2 separate regions of the Zea mays genome follow, and region 1 is linked to region 2. Evidence: chromatin contacts called from public Hi-C data. All regions are on one chromosome and are shown on one strand. The core of a region is the stretch at or near the end of the contact, and the rest is flanking DNA. Distances in the headings are between cores, read along the strand shown. Region 1 holds the start of LOC103633963 (ERAD-associated E3 ubiquitin-protein ligase component HRD3). Region 2 holds the start of LOC103633789 (rho GTPase-activating protein 7).

What was found. Hi-C and Micro-C count contacts between places; a contact is called where the count stands out from the background.
Region 1: a Hi-C map of endosperm shows a contact between it and region 2, with 2.0 times the contacts expected there. The contact joins the promoter of LOC103633963 here to the promoter of LOC103633789 in region 2. A contact is called at or near these places in 3 of 25 Hi-C or Micro-C datasets (endosperm, leaf mesophyll and tassel).

Annotation. Positions count from the first base shown.
Region 1 is chr1:36,427,237-36,430,083 of Zm-B73-REFERENCE-NAM-5.0, reverse strand. It overlaps LOC103633963 (ERAD-associated E3 ubiquitin-protein ligase component HRD3), which reads right to left and starts at 1,448. Exons shown (of 7, transcript XM_008655622.4): 1 at 688-1,448. The coding sequence starts at 1,272.
Region 2 is chr1:35,936,283-35,939,368 of Zm-B73-REFERENCE-NAM-5.0, reverse strand. It overlaps LOC103633789 (rho GTPase-activating protein 7), which reads left to right and starts at 1,429. Exons shown (of 22, transcript NM_001351113.1): 1 at 1,429-1,547.

The DNA.
Region 1 (2,847 bases), core at 199-2,698, 490 kb before region 2:
TTTAAGGTAAAATACTATCCCTAATTTGCTTCACCAAAATAAACAGGGCAATTTACAAGAGAACGCTGCATCAGATATCCAATGTCTGGAATCTGGATGCAAGATAAAAAATAAGTAAATGTGGTTAAAGCAGGCTGCTCAGTGCTCACTAGTACTCAAGTGAAAAAAACATCATGGTTAGTAGTTAGTACTGATAAATTTCTTCAATTCGATTATTGCTTCTTAAATTACCTCCAACTTGTAAGATGACTGTGTCACGAAAAAACATTAGTTCTAGAGAAGAATTTGTAGACCTAACATCAAATATAACCCTACAATGATGAAGAGGGAATTTGATTCTCTAAGGTGTAATGTTTGTGCAAAAACTAAAAATGTTATGGTAAAAATAAGAACCACGCTACAAATTGGCAAAGACACTGGCCTCACGATTTCTACCAGCAAATAAGATCAAAGTCTACACCCAATTTCAGCAAATGTGACTACCAATTGATTAACTGAAACAACTTGCTATTCTAATGCCTGATCACCCAGGAACTAACCCTTCGCAACCCCAAGCAAAAAATGCTAATATCTGACCCAAAAAGTTCCTCAATTTGCAAGTAAGCCAACGAATTCAAACATTCAACCCCCAATTAGAGTATGCAGATTGTATGAGTGAGTAAAAGCAAACGGTATTGACCACCTCACCTCCTGGCGGAAGTAGGAGTACGCGAGGGCCATCTTTGACTGAAGATCTCCCGCGTCGGCGGCGAACTTGTGCAACAGGAATGCGAGCGATCGGGATGCCGGGCGCGTCATCCCGGCGCCGGTGAGGAACGCGAGCGCGGACTGCGCGCCCGGGTGCCCCGCCTCTGCCGCGGCCTCGATCTGCGCGGCAGCCGTGGCGAACGCCGCGTCGTCCCCATCGGACGCTGCGGAGAGCATCGCGCGGGCGCCCGCGACGAAGAGCGCGTCGGCCGACGAGTCCGTCTCATCGCCAGAAAGGGGAGGGCTTGCTGGGTCAAGAAGAGGGACCCAGGAGGACGGGGAGAGGAGCGGGTCGGCGGCTGGTGAATCGTCGGCGAAGTCGTCCCACCCGTCGTCGTCGGTGGAGTCGGCAGAGGGGAGGGACGGGTGCGCGGCCGAATCCTTGAGGAAGTCCTCACCGGAGAGAACCAAAACAAACGGGCGCACTGCAGCAGCTGGGCGAAGGAGAGAAGCGACCACGGCGAAGGAGACGGCGGCGAGGAGGAGGAGACGGCGGTGCAGGACGCGAGCCATCGGGGAAGGCATAGCCTACGAGAACACAAGATCTCACCCCCGTTGCACGGCAGGGAGTAGGAGTTGGGACTTGGGACTGCGCAGGGGATGCTGGCAGGTGGGGCATGTCGAGCGGGCAGCTTCTAGGACTATGACGTGGAGATGGGACCCGCAGTGGAGACGTGTCCGTGCTCCGTGATTGGCTTGGCGTTTGAGCCTGGTGTGGATCCGAACTTAAGTGATTTTGCTTGGGTGTGCGCTGCGCTATCTTTCTATATGGCCCATGGGCTTACGAGTTTTAGACTTATTTGTAAAACTTGAGTGACTCTAAATTTAATCTATCTATATCTTCTTCTTTTTTCTCTATCTTCTTTTTCTCTGTATAATCCATCAGTTTAAATTTTACAAAACTCACTCAACTAAATCACCCCCACATCCATAACATCGATCAACTAAATTACATCGAGACTTAACACACTATCAAATATATATCTCTATACCACTATATAATCTATCAGTTTAAACTTTACAAAATTCACACAACAAAATTACCTCCACACATATAACATCCACTAAATCCACCAAACAAATTGTATCTAAACTTAACACATCATCAAAATCAACGGATAATCTCACCCCCTTGCTCATTCAAATTCAATGAACAATATTATTTGGATCATCCTTCCCCTTCTCCCTCCCCACAACCCCGTTGCCCTCTCCCCTCACTCAGGCCACCAGCTCCGCCATCAACTCCTCCCCCTCGCGCTGTCGTCGCCATCGTCGACCCCTCCCTACGCGGGATCGTAGCATTAGCACAGGCTATATGCTAGTAAACTATATTTAAATTGAATTTTTATATCTAGTAGTTTCATTGTAGATCTACTTAACTAAAATAAGGGATCTATCTTTAGATTTGTCAAATTGGTTGAGCATGTGTTTCCACCAAATTTAAATTTAATAAAGTTAGAGAAAAAAATACCTAACATATCACTTGTTACATAGAAAAAACGGTTCAATTATTTTCTTCTTGTCACTTACTCCCTCCGTCCCATTATATAAGGCGTAACCACCTCTGGTTCAAAGACCAAGAAATGCATTTAATTGTCTCTATACCACTGCATCGATATACGTATGCATAGAGAGAGCACGCCTTATATTGTGAGACAAGAATAAAAAGTGGTTACGCCTTATATCCTGAGACGGAGGGAGTATTTTTTTAAGCTTCGCCGCAAAGACTCCGTTGAGCCTACAAATCGGCGGTCACGCCACAACGCACCCCACTGACCAGTTTTCACGTCCACTCATGTCACCCCACACCCTAGTAAGGCTGCACCACTGGGCTCATGAGACCGTCGTCGAGGCCACTGAAAGTTTCATGTGTGATTTTGATAAATGGGACGATAATTGACTAATTTGTAAGGCTTGTTTTTTGAGCTACAACTTTTTGGAGTTTTTTAAAAGATATCATTAGGCTTTTGATCCTGCAAAGTCAATAATAGCTTTTCAATAATGTTATTAACTTTTTAGACTTAGAAAGCTACATAAAGCCCATGAAACCAGGCTTTTAGCTTTTTACATAAACTCAACTTTTCCTGAGCTTTTGGCTTT
Region 2 (3,086 bases), core at 180-2,679:
TTGTGGTTTTGCCATTCCACTGCAGTCCCGATGTGAACTGCCATGGGTCGATGTCGGTCCTCCGGTTGAAGTTGCAGTGGTTTTCAGATCAGCCAGGGTCTCAGGGGAATCGTTCGGACGGACCGGCCTCACAGTCCCGATGTGCAGAGTGCAGGCATGTAGCAGAACAGGTTAGTTGCTCGCTACTCGGACGGTACGGTTTTTTTTTTGGTCATGCCAATGACCGGGGAGAGTTGCACGCACATTTGTGATGAAACCATGTGAAAATCCTAGATTGATCATTACCCAAATAGACCACACAGCATATTCCTACTGAGGGCATGTTACATAAATAACACGTATGTTAAGAGGTATTTAAGAGATAAGTGTAAATAAAAAAACACAAGAGGCGTACCTTGTTCCTTGTTCGTTTCACCATTAATCAATGCGTACTGAGTGATATTGAGTCGGTTTATAGCAAGTCAAAATCCATCCCAATACATTCCAATACACTCCCATTCACATGGAATTGGAATAACCGAACAAGGCCTAAGGAGTATTTAAGAGTTAAGGGTAAAAAACATAAGCAAGAGATGTATTTTGACGAAGGAATGTATCTAACACGGTTATCGAGTCTAGATATTGTTAAACTTATATAATCCATATAAATGAACCATATTTTAAGGGTATCTAGTAAATAAGATACAAGATTTATATATATTAGGTTGTATGAACGAGTTTCTTAGACGTATCTAGTGCTTAGAAAACCACAACATATTATCTCAAGATGACTGTATATACCTTTAGCGAATGAACGTCTTTAGTACGATTCTCAAATTCTATATACCATTAAATTCATATAATCTATATAAATGAGCCGTATCTTAATGCTTCTAATAAATAAGATATAAGGTTTAGATAGGTTGGGTTATATAAACCATAGGTGTATATAATGATCGGAAAAACGCAACTTACTATACATGCCCTGATACGTACAGCGGCTGGTGAGCAGGTGGGAAAAGCGTGACATCGGGGCACACGCCCAAGAGCAGGTGGGGTCACCGCAAGCAGTGCATCTGTGATCTGTGCATGGTTGCGTGCCCGTTCCCACGACTCTGCTCTTTCGTCAGGACGTGCTTGGTGCTTCGGTGCTTCCCGCTACGCCCGCATCACGGCATGAGATTCTACGAATGAGCCCCTGATCTGCCGCCACGTACCTAGCATCGAGATCCTACGGACCCAGTCGCTTGATCCGGTCCGCACGCTCGCTCTAGCTCGTGGCGTAGCGGAACGGAAGTGGAGAACGCGAAGGGAATCGGACCGTTGTTATGAGCCTATGACACGTCAGGTCCGGGTCATGTGACTGGGTCCGTAGGAAGTGCGGGCGTGAGGGACGAGGCCGAGCGGTGTGAGGAAATAGAACCGGGAGACTGGAGCGGAGGCGGGAGGAGGAGGAGGGAGAGGGGATCGAGAGGAACGCGCGCGAACAGAAGAGAGGAAGGAAGAGGAGGTGGCAGGCTCGGTTCCGCGCGCGCCGACGTGAGATTCCGGGCCGCACGTGCCCGCAGGTGAGCCGCATTGTCGCCTCCGCTCTTCGATCGGTGCGCGTTGCGCATTTCAGGGGGTGGTGTGCGGAATCCTTCGTAGGTTGGGATCCAGGCGTCTATGAGACAATGAGGTTGCCGGGTGTTCATCTGGCTTCAGGATGCTGTGCAGGCTGCATTCGTTTTGGGGACACCCGCTTGTGCGTCAGAAGAGCCTTTCTCCGCGGCGTTGCTGTTGCATGCGGGAGGGGGGGTGGCCCGTTGCGTGCTTCATTTACGAATTAGATCAATTGGTTTAGGGCGCAGTGCATGCGGATCGTTGCGGGTGTGGCTTTTCATCCGGGGGATCTTTTGTTAGCGGTCAGAAATGACAAGATTTTGAAGACAATTATTGGTCCGTGTCATGTGCAGTGTAAACTTGTTCGCTCGTCTTTATTTTAGCACAAGATTCCTTGGTGATATCTTGTTCGATCTATTGAAGATTGTTAAGTAGAGTTTGGGTCATTTAAGAAAAGGTGCTTTGATGCCGTGCAGCCTGAACTCTCTTCTCAGAAGCTCAATATATATATAGACAATTTGCAGTTACTTTTGTCTTAACTCTTAAAAACCATTTATTAGAAAGCTTATGTTTTGGCACCCTAACTGCTAGCATGAGAGCAAGTATAGCAATGGGCTATAAGTGTGGAAGAGAGAGACATAAAAAAGTAAGATAAGTGGGCTCTCATGCAAGAGCCAACTGCTATACGGACTCTAAGTCAAAAGGATCAAAGAGAAAGAGACAAGATAATAATCTAAGAGCCAACCTTATAGCCAACATCATTATTTGAATGTTTTTATTGTTGGTTCTAGATGTCATGGCAAGAATTTAGAGTCCATTATGAGCTCTATTATTAAACTTGCGTTGAAGCCAAGTTCAATTATTTGTGGGCTCCACCGCTCCATGATGTTGGAACTTCAACTCTTAGGCTATCTCCAGCAGCGTACCCATCCACATCCTTATATTTAAACTCCACTATGTGAACAATGCAGTCTACACTCTACAGTGCAAAACAATGTTTTGGGTGACCATATGGGTGAACCGTGGAAGACGGTCTTATCAGCCTATCATTTCTAGTATAGTTTTCGTTCTCTAAAAAGTATATTCTGTTACATTGAACAAGACAATGAGAGTTTTCATAGTTCAAAATGTCCCTCTCTTTGTGACTATGTTGTGCTATATGATACTCCAGGTTTAAACGGTGGAATAAAAACTTAAGCTCACACTTGTGGTTTATGCTGAATTCAATCCAGTGAATCCGAAGCTGACCATGAAGAACTAAAATAAGCTATATGTTTCAGTACCTTCTGGTAACCTATCTATTCCTTATTGCCTTTTGAGAGGTCTGAATTCCCTTGCAAATATCTTGGAATTCCACTCTCCCTTCATAAGCTGACCAGAGAACAGATTCAATCTATCATAGACAGGGTGGCCGACCGTCTTCCGAGTTGGAAAGCTGATCTTATGACAAGAGCCGGTAGGAAGATTATGGTTCAGCATGTGCTCTCCAGTATGATCATCTATTT